2 separate regions of the Sus scrofa genome follow, and region 2 is linked to region 1. Evidence: chromatin contacts called from public promoter capture Hi-C data. All regions are on one chromosome and are shown on one strand. The core of a region is the stretch at or near the end of the contact, and the rest is flanking DNA. Distances in the headings are between cores, read along the strand shown. Region 1 holds the start of RPS6KA1 (ribosomal protein S6 kinase A1). Region 2 holds the start of GPN2 (GPN-loop GTPase 2).

What was found. Promoter capture Hi-C pulls out the DNA fragments that hold promoters and counts their contacts.
Region 2: a contact with region 1 is called in a promoter capture Hi-C map of fetal skeletal muscle, with 8 times the contacts expected there. The contact joins the promoter of GPN2 here to the promoter of RPS6KA1 in region 1. A contact is called at or near these places in 2 of 5 promoter capture datasets (fetal liver and fetal skeletal muscle) and 1 of 2 datasets of contacts at active chromatin or transcription factors (alveolar macrophages).

The regions. Positions count from the first base shown.
Region 1 is chr6:83,902,864-83,908,000 of Sscrofa11.1, forward strand. It overlaps RPS6KA1 (ribosomal protein S6 kinase A1), which reads left to right and starts at 2,261. Exons shown (of 22, transcript NM_001243214.1): 1 at 2,261-2,447. The coding sequence starts at 2,385.
Region 2 is chr6:84,207,578-84,212,714 of Sscrofa11.1, forward strand. It overlaps GPN2 (GPN-loop GTPase 2), which reads right to left and starts at 2,152. Exons shown (of 5, transcript XM_003127718.4): 1 at 1,482-2,152; 2 at 785-941. The coding sequence starts at 1,892. It overlaps GPATCH3 (GPN-loop GTPase 2), which reads right to left. Exons shown (of 11, transcript XM_003127719.5): 3 at 4,877-5,051; 4 at 4,484-4,543; 5 at 3,777-3,898; 6 at 3,542-3,669; 7 at 1,331-3,048; 8 at 785-941. The coding sequence ends at 2,832.

The DNA.
Region 1 (5,137 bases), core at 1,011-3,510:
GGCTCCCCGTTTTCCAGCTTGCCCCGCTGCCTCTCCAGTACCTTTGGGAGAGAGGATGCCGGATGTGAGACATTCATCAGAAAGCACCATCACTGCTGGATCCTTAAATTGAGATGCTGCACTTGGTAGGGAATCCTTTCCTATAAGAAGGGGGAAAGAGGAGGGCCAGGAGCCCCAGAAGGGGGCAGACTGAAGGAAGAATCCCTCCAGTTTTCGCCTCACCTGTGCCACTCCCACCCACCCACCACATTCCCCTCACCCAGTCCTTTGCCCTCATTCTCTAGGTTTCAATGTCTCTTCCAAGTTTAACTTAAACCCAGCTTGCAGCCAGATATTTGGCACCTGCGTGAGATCTGTTCTGAGCCCTGAGGATGACTAGATTTAGCAAATCAATAGGATACCCAGATAAATTTGAATTCAGACAAACAACAATAATTTTTTGCCTAAATGTGCCCAAATATTACAATGCTAGCCCTGAGCAGAGGGGTTGGGGCATCGCAAACTGGCTCTAGGCAACTGAACGAGGTTATCCTAAAGCTAATGTTAATAACAGCTGCCAACTCTGGCCCAGGCTGCCTCTGGTTTAGCCCTCATCAGGGAGGTAATAGAGTGAACAAGAGAATGAACTCTGGGCCCGGTCTGCCAGGACTGTCTTTCAGCTCTGCCATTTTCCAGTTGTGCGACCTTGGGGGGACCCAGAAAATGAGATGCTTAACTCTCTCTACTCATTTCCTCATCTGTACACTGGAGATAGTAGTAGTACCTACCTCATAAGGTGGTTGTGAAGATTGAGTTGCAGGTAAAGTGCTTAGAACATCCTGGTCCACAGTAAGTACTATGTTAATGTTAGCTATAATTATTTATCTAATCACACTAGACTGAATGTAAACTCCATGAGAAGAGGGACTTTCTTTTGTTCATTGCTATATCCACAGCATCTATTTTTTATTTTTATTTTTGTCTTTTCTAGGGCCGCACCCACGGCATATGGAGGTTCCCAGGCTAGGGGCCTAATCGGAGCTGTAGCCACCAGCCTAAGCCAGAACCACAGCAACGTGGGGTCTGAGCCGTGTCTGCAAGCTACACCACAGCTCATGGCAACGTGGGATCCTTAACCCACTGAGCAAGGCCAGGATTGAACCCACAACATCATGGTTCCTTGTCGGTTTTGTTAACCACTGTGCCACCATGGGAACTCCATGGGAGCATCTTAATTTAGGAGAAATTCTCAAGCACTTTGATTTTTAAAAATCCTAATCTGTTCCCACCTGCTGCGTGACCCTGGGTAACTCATACCTTTCGGAGACTGTTTTATGATGTGTAAACTAGGTGGTGGTGAGGATCCAAGGAAATCACACATTGGTGAAACCTGGTTGAAAGAAGGCTTCTGTGAAACAGTCCTGCTTTAGAACAGCTTTTGTAAATGGCCATTCTTCCTCGCCCATGAAAAAAAACAAGCCCATCTCTCCAAGCCCCCACGTGTGAATAAATCTCAGCAAGCCTGGACCCCTAGCACCTCTTTCGGTGGAGGCTGAATCTCTCCAGGGAGACTCTCTCTCCCGGCCTTTTACTCCAAGGGCAGTCCAGTGTCAGTCAATCCTGGGAGCATGGTACCCACTCTCCTTAGAGGAGGCACAAGCCCAAATCAGCCAGAAGCTGGTCCTGCTTCTGGAGAAATTCTGTGTATTAAGACATCACTCTGGGTTCTGATGATGGGGAAACCTTACCTGGGGTTGGGGCGCTGGGATCCCCAGGGGATCTCAGTGTCGGCTTCCGTAAGGGGGATTGTCCTAGGGCCTCCTAATGAGGGCAGTAGGGCCCAGGCTCCTTTCCAGCCTCCGCCTGGGTCAGGGCCAGGTCATTTAGTGTGTCTGTGTGTGGGGGGAGGGGTTGGGAGGAGACGGGAACAGGGCAAACAGGGCGGCTGGAGGGAAAAGGAGCAATTCAAAACGAGCTGAGTCGAGGAGATTGGTGGCCCTGGAGAGGTCAGCGCGGAGGAAACCAGGTCTGAGAGGGAGAAGTCAAGCGGACCTCTCCCGGGCGGAGCAGAAGACCGACCCCGGGCTGGCGGTGGAGGCGGGGCCAGCACTCCCCTAGCAGAGGGGGCGGGGGGTCTGCGCTGGGAATGCCGCGCCGCGGGGGCTGGGGCGTGGCTTTACTGGCTCCGCCCCCGCGCAGGTAGCCAATGGGCGCGGCGGCGCCGGGTGACGGAGGGAGCCGAAGTGCGAGTGCCGCGGCGGCGGCTGTGGTGGACGGCCCAGCCTGAGTGCCGGGGTCTCTGCTGGGGCGAGGGGGCACGAGGGCTCAGAGCCGGGGACCCTGGTACCCGAGAGGCGGCGCAGCCGGCGCCGCCGGTGGAGCTCCGGCGGCCTGGCGGCGGCGCGATGCCTCTCGCTCAGCTCAAGGAGCCCTGGCCGCTCATGGAGCTGGTGCCGCTGGACCCGGAGGTGAGTGAGCTGGGCGGGAGAAGGGCGCTGGCGGCCGGCGAGCCCGGGTCCCTACAGGGGCGGGGCGGCCCGCGGCGCCGCCGGAGCCTGGCGGGCGCCTGCGAGGACGCGAGTGCCCTCCGATCTCTTGGCCCCTCTCCGGCTCCACCCCCTTATGTCCTGGGTGTGTGTGAGCGAGGGACAGTTCCGCCAAGTGCCGAGAAATCCCTTAGCGTGGAGAGGGGATCCCGCGGTGCGCTGAGATCTGGCCTCCCCTTACCTCTCCCTACACCTAGGACCTGTACCGGGAGGTGTGGGAGTTTCCTTCATTAGCCCAGGCGGCCAGCTCCGGGCTGCCAGATGTCTCGGATTCTACAAGAGACAAGGGTCGTAGGACCCCCCACTTCTCCTTGACATCGCGCATCGCCCTACCGGAAGATCTCCCAGCTTTTCCGCTGCTGACCCTAGAAGGATTGCCCCTTTGACCCTGGCAGTTGTGGAATTTGGGGTGACACGGCCCGTCTGGGGCAGAAACTCTTGGTTTTCTTTGCCCCAGGCTAGGGTCAGAGAACACCTGTGTCCCCTGCCCCGGGCTGTAGAGAAGAGAATGGGGAAAAGCCCTTAGTCCTTGTGACGACTATTCCTGGAGAGGGGGAGGACCTTGGTGGCTGCCGCTGCTTCTTGTCCCCCCCCCCCCAATAAGAAGGGTTGGGCCCCTGAGGAGTTTGGCCTCTGCCTGCCTAGCCTCTTCCAGAAGCAACTCCTTCCTGCCCTCTGAGGATTCTGAGATGATAGGCTCCAAACTTGCAAAAGGCCAGCTCTTCCTGTGCTCTTTGACCTCCAGGGTCAAGGTCAAGCCCCTGAACCAGCAGGTGGAGAAAACTTTCTCCTCAGCCTCATTCTGGGAAGTAGGTAGGTGATACTGCCTTTCCAGAGGAGATATGGGGATATGCGGAGGGGAGGGGGTATGGGGACCTCAGTGAGCCTGGGAGCCAAGGTGCTTTTCCCCTGGCTTCAGCTCATAGCCCCTGCTGAGTACACCTCCTTGGTACTTACCTGAGGCAACCACCAAGTGCCTTGCCTCTCAGGGCCACAGATTGAGATCAGAGTGAGGACCCCTGGTGTGCTGCCCCTTTAAAGGGATGGTCACTGCTGACACTGGCTATTGGAGGGTGGGCGCGGCAGGATTAGGTAACCAACCTGAAGGCCCAATTTGGAGTAAATTGCTCTGGGATCCCTGCCATAGGGTTTTTACAGGCCCTGCTCAGCTCAGAGGTTCTCTCGCTGACTCACCCTCTGAGGTGAGGAACACTGCCCTCTGCAGCCCCTATCCACACTGCACCAACCCCCGCCCCCCGACTGGGGCACAAGGGGCTGGGGGGGTTGCTCTGAGGTGGATTCCTTTGCCCTGGCACGCTCCTGCGACCTAGATCTCTCAGAGGAAGGTAGACTGGGAGAGGCCGGGGGGGACCTCAGCTGAGAACATACCGTGTGTTACACTAGCAGGGGAGGCGGACACTCAGGAGCTCAATTCCCAGTCCAGGGCACTACTTCCTGCTTCCCTTTGGGGAATCCTGAGGCAGGGGCCAGGTTTAAACAGGAAACTCAACTCAGTTTTAGCACTACTGCACCCAAACTCTGAGAGGGAAAAACTGGCTTATTTCCTAGGGTTGGAGGGGCTGTGTTTTCTCCAGGAGCTTCTTGGCACTACCTTGGGAATGCTGTGCGACCCTCAGTCAGTCCTTAGCCTCTCTGGGCCACTATTGCTCCAGTGGCCAAGGCTGGGTTCTGGTCTCTACTTTCTGGCTCTGAGAGGGTGCAGAGCCCTGGGTTCTGCTGCCCATTCTCCTCCTCCCCACTCCATGGAGGTGCCAGGTGACAGGGTGTTATTGTTTGGGTAACAGGAGCCATGGGGCAGCCAGGGCGCGGAGTGGGCTGTTCTCACTGGAGAACAGGGCCTCGCTGTTCTTAGCCCAGGTGACATGTAAGTGATATAGCAGCCTGACCTGCAGGTACAGGCGTTGCCGCTGGCTCCTGGCTGGGAAGGAGGCAGGCCAGGGGCTGGCGGGGGCATTTGGCAGAGGCCTGGGACACGGACCGCCCTGCCTTCCCCATGACGCTGCTGAAAATGGGCTGCTGGTGAGGCAGGGCCTTGTCCAGGGTGTGGCCCAGGTGGAGTAAACCCCCTGGAAGTGTGGGTGAGGATTCTGCCTGGTCCTTCGCTGGCCCTGCTGAAAGCCATAACCTTGGCCCCAGGCCCAGCCTCACTGTGTACAGAGCTGCACTATGTGCTACCCACCCCACTTCACCTATGTTACCTTATTCAAATAAAATCATTCTCCGAACAACTTTTCAAGGAAGGGATTATTACCCCCATTTTCACATGGAACAACCGAACTCAGAGAGGTGAACTGGGCTATGAATTAATGTCAGAGTCAGAATTGGAACCCAGGTCCCTCGCTGTCTTCTACCAAGTGGTGGGAGACTTTAAGGACAGGGGAGAACTGGGATCAAGCTGGCCCAGGTGGAAGGTACTCCAAGAGAGGCTCCGGATGTTGGCAGACTCTTCCTTCCAGGCTTTGCCGAGGGCTGGGGATGCCAGCCGGCCCTGGCATCCGGCCCCCAGCTTCCAGCAGCGTGCAGGGCTGCCAGTGCTGGGCTCTGAACCCAACTCCTGGGGCTGCTTCCTGCCTGTAGGGCACGTGCTGGCT
Region 2 (5,137 bases), core at 902-3,401, 300 kb after region 1:
AGTCTTTCCCATCTTGATAAATGGCACCTTTGTCCACTGGTTCAGTCAGAAACCTGAGAGTCATCCTTAATTCCCCTGCCTCTATGTCTAATCCACCAGCAAATCCTATTTCTGGAGTTAAGTTTTGAATCTATCTACTTCTCTCCATTCCCAAGACCACTGCCTGGGCTGTTGCAAAATCTTACTACAGGATTTATAGGTGCCCCTTTTAATTCACAAAACAGCTGGAAGGACTTTTCCAGTTCATGCTGTTCCCTTGCCTCATATTCATCAATGGCTTTCTTCTCTGTTTTGACAGTACAGGTTCTGGCCCCTACTAACCTCTCTGACCTCATTTCCTACCACCCTTCCCTGAGCCACTATCTCAGCTACCCTGGACTCACCCAACTCCCCACCCCCTTTTCCTAGAACACAAAAAGCTCTTTCCTGAAGGGCCCTTAGTGGTCCTTCTGCCTAGGAACAGTTCTGCCTTGGCAGGCTCCCACTCACTATTCTGATCTCAGTTCAGATGGTACTGTTCACTCTCCTCACTCCCGTTCCATTACTTACTTCTAATTCCTTCAAAATACACATAACCATCTGTAGCCCTCTTGTCCCCCAAAACCCAGAACAATATCTGGCACAGGGTGGCATAAAATAAATGGGCAGGGGTCAGGACCTGCCTGTGGCTACTCCCACCAGGCCATGCATGGTTCCTGGAAGCAGCTACCTTCAGCTGAGATTTCTGCTCCAGTGCAGCCCAGATGCTTCTCTGATTTTTGCCTGCCAGGACAGGAGCTCTTACCCAGCTTCCCATAGTGTTCAATGAGGTCCATCTTGGAGAGGAGGTTGACATGGGGGAGCTCCACATGCAGCATGGTGGCTAGGGAGGTACACAGTACTGAAATGAACTTGGCAGGGTCTGTGCAATAGTGAGAATCCACCAGGTGGACAGCAGTCAGCTGGGAGGGAAGGAAGAGACAGGGTGAGAGTGGCCTGGGGAGGCAAGGAACATTAGGGCCTATGTCTCCCCATCAGACCGGGGACTTCTGAGGACAAAGGGCAAATCTTCCCATTAGTCTCCTCCTGCTTCTGTTCATTCTAATAGAGTCATCTCCTTATCCCAGGAAATATGGGGCATTTCTTTCCTGCAGGCAACTGGTACAATTCCCACTGCATCTGACTCTATTCTTTAACTTTCTTTTGCCCACCAAATCACAACCACCATGCCACTTTCCACATAACCCTTTCCATACTTCCAATAATTCTAAGTTGGGTACTAACACATTCATTATACAGATGAGAAAACTGAGGTTCAGAGAATGAAACTGACTTTCCCAGGACCACACACCGAGTCAGTGGTAGAGCCAGAATTCGAATTCACACTTGTTTTACTTCAGAGCAATTCTACCCCATACTTAGCTATGGGACATGGGGGCGTGGCATCTGTCCTCTCCGTCTCAGTTCCTCCATCCGCAAAATGGGCCAGATCCCAGACGCACCCTGAGGTCCCACTGCGTCATCTGGGAGAAGATGCTGCGCAGGGCTCCGTGGTGCGTGCAGAGCTCCACTTGACCAGGGCAGTCAAAGAGGAAGTAGTGGCCGCGAAGGGGGTCGAGTTTCGCGCGCAGCCAGTCCAGGTTGGCCTCTAGGTACTCCATGCAGTACAGCAGACCGCCGTTGGGCCCCAGCTGCAGCTCGTCCATAACGTCGCTCAGGCCCACCAGCTCGCCCACATCTACGGCGCACTCATATGGCAGCCCCTCGTTGGCCGGGTCCAGGTTCACCACCGCCACGCGCCGGCCCAGCGCTCGCAGAAACTCACTCATGCCCAGGCAGTACGTGGTCTTCCCCGAGCCCGGCGGGCCGATCACCGCTTGCCCAAAGGCCGTGGTCTGAGCGGCCCCTGCCATGGGCGGCACACGGCTCAGACAAGTGAGAGGAAGTGCGTAGCAGACAAGTTCAGAGAGGAAGCAAGGGGGGAGCCGCACCGCAGACAAGAGCCGAGGGCAATGGGTTCCCCTAACTGCACTTGGCTGGGGACTGGCAGCGATACCCGGAAGCCGCCTAAGGAGAGAGAGCTGGAAAAGGCGCGCTGTAAGGGGACCAAATGGCCAGGCACTGACCAGACCAGCACCCGACTTCCGTACAACGCCGGAAACAGCGAGGGCCGGAGAGGAAGTCCCGCCTTTACAGTGACGACATAGCTTGGCGCCGAGGGGCGTGGCGGCGCCGAAGCATGAGGCGTAAGCAGGTCCAGGAAGAACTTTTCAGGGTTTTCCCCCACCTTCCGCCAAGCCCAAGTTAGAAGAGGAGAAATTCGGTAATACACTCCTTTATTCTCCCATTAGGTCTCAGACTCGGGATAACTGCCTTAGACTCTCCGCTGCCCGGTCCCAGCCAGTTAAGGGGAGAGGCGAAGGAGGGCCGGCCCCCAAACCGTCTCTTCAGAGCGCAAATCTTCTCCTCTTCCATGTCCCTTTTCCCCTCCTTCTGGGCTTCGTGGCGACCTCCCTACCCCTCCCCACGGGAAGTTGTGCTGGTAATCTCAGGCAGTTTGGCTTTTCATCGTACTGGGGGAAGCAACAGGAGCAAGCCCAAACAGACCAGGGTTAGGCGGCCACCAGGGAGAGGTCATTAAGCCGTTTCATCAAAAGGGAGGATTGGGGACTTTTTGTCAAAATGCCCCTGAGGTAGACAGCCAGGAGGCAAGTTCTAAAAAAGCATCCTGAACAGGCTAGGGCAGATTGCTGCTCCCAGAGTTCTTTTTGCTTTGGCATTAGATAAGACCGTATAGAGGGCTGCCACTGTGCAATTATGAGTGATCCTGATTAAGGAAGCCCCTGGACCTGTCACTCAGGCTCTGAAGGGCTGTCCAAGGCACAGCTGGAACCTCTCACAAAAGCCATGTCTGTACGAAACTTCATACTGGTGGGTGGCTGGCGGCGGAGCAGCGACTCCCCCTGGTCCTGGGGCAGGGGCTCATCATAGATGGTGGAGATCAGCCCCAAGCCAGTTCCACGGGGTCTCTTCAGTTGCCCAAATGGCTGCAGCTTCTCTCCATGGTACCTGGATTAAAAAGGGCTCTCAGTGAGAGGGCAGCTCTCTTACCTCAGTAAAGGGGTTGGAAAGGACAGGAAATAGCTACGCGTATATAGTCTGTCCCAAAGACAAAGCATTTAAATCTAAATCTTTGCTCTCCAGCCCCCTTATCCATCTATAGATAGCACCAAAAACTAGCGGCCTCACCGCTTTCATTTTAAACAGTAGACAAAATTGAGAACAACTGTCACCACTCTGCATCCCTAACAGCAATCATCCAGGCTACACTGCTCAGACTTGGGGGAATGACTCCTGCAGGAAGTTAATGATCCTATCAAGCCTGAGATCTTGGTCTTGAAAAAAACAGTGCCAGTCCTACTTTTTTTCTTTCTAATTCTGCTTTGAAAGTCATTCCCTAGGGAGTCTCTAGCACCTAAGCCAAAACCAGAGGGCAGGGGGAACCAGGGTAGAGTTGAAAGGCTCCCTTGGGCTCCCTGGGAAGTCCCTCAGCCATACTCACCCCAATCCACGCTTGCATCTGGGGTGCTGGCCATCACTATCCAGGGCCTCAGGCACCCCTGAGCACTGGCTGCCCAGGCCCTGGCCCTCAGCCCAGCCCTGCCGCTCCATCACCTTCCGCCCAATGCCCTAGAGAAAAGGGAGAGAACTCAAGAGTTGGGGCGCCTGTGGGGGCTCAAGGAAACAGGGGTAGGGAAGGAGAAGAGAGGAGTCAGTAGGCTGGGCACAGTGCTCACCTTGGTGTGGCGCTCGAAGGTGCCCACCTGGTGCCTGATCACAGAGCCAGCCTCCTGGCCATCACGGAGTCTCTGTTCCAGACGCATTTGGACAGAGTCTCGGGCGTCCTTGTCTCCACCATCTGAGGAAGCAGAGCACAGTTTGTGGAAGGGCTTTTCTCAGCAGAAGTGGGAGGAAATCAGGTTTCCAGGCTCTCCTCACAAAATTTATGTATTTGTCTTTATGGTGTGTTATTACTTTTATTATTTCTCTCATTAGACTGGGAACTTGCCAAGAGTAAGAACCATGGCTGTCCCATTTTACAGATAAGGAAATTGTGCAGAAAAGTCATGGAGCTAAAAAATGAGAGATGTAATTAGGACCAGGTCTTCCCCTCCCACCGCCCAACCCCCCAGGTCATTTTTGACTCCTGAATCTAAATTCTTAACAGAGCCTGAACTCCTGACCCTCCCACTTTTCTAGAGCCTGCCTTTCAGAGCCAGAGCTCTCTGAGGGCTGTCCCCACATGTCCTTACTCCACAAAGAAAGGAAAAAGGCTCTGCCCACCAGTGCTTAATGCACCCAACTAGAGATGTTTTAAGAGAGGAGCCCTCTCAGTGGGCTACCCCAGTCCTGCCTCAGCCTCTGCTAAGCAGGCCTGGTAAAGTGTCACAGCAAGGTCAGGGCACCATTCCACCTCCCAGGACTGCAACCCCTGGCCCAGTACCTGCATCATAGTACACACTCATGTCCACATCCCAGTCATCAGCTGTCTGTTCATCAAAGTCTGCAGATAGAAAAGCATCAAGCAGAGTAAGTGAAGGACTCTTGAGTTAAATCTAGTCTTAGACATTCTAGGACTTGGGGCTTTTAATTGTGTTTTCAAATCTCTCCTCTGGGAGGGGCATTCAGAATTTGCAGGAGGACAGGTCTTCTCCACCCCACTGATGCCCCACCCCTAGAAAGGATGACTGGTCTCTCATATACAACCAAGGTAAGCCCCTTCCCTAGCTCTTTATTTGGGCTCAGTGCCAGGGAACCCACTGCGTGGAGCAAAGCACCCCGAGCGAAGGCAGCAGGGATCAGTCCTGCCCTTGCCCTTGTCTGGTGCCTGCATTACCTCCTTCCTCCTCCTGCCAGAACTGGGCATCAGTGTAGAACACCAGCCCGGAGCCGCCCTTCTCCCACTTGAGCTCGATCTCCTCCTCAAAGAGCCGCTCAGTGGTCCGCTCCTGCCTGGTCACGTCCTCATGCAGTGCTTCGTGCCGCTCCCACTCCTCGCCCCGGTCATCATCCTAGGAGACAAAGGGGAGAGGTGACCTGCCTGTCCAGCTTCTTGACCCCATGACCACAAGGAGGGCAGCTCAGGGCACAGGAGGTC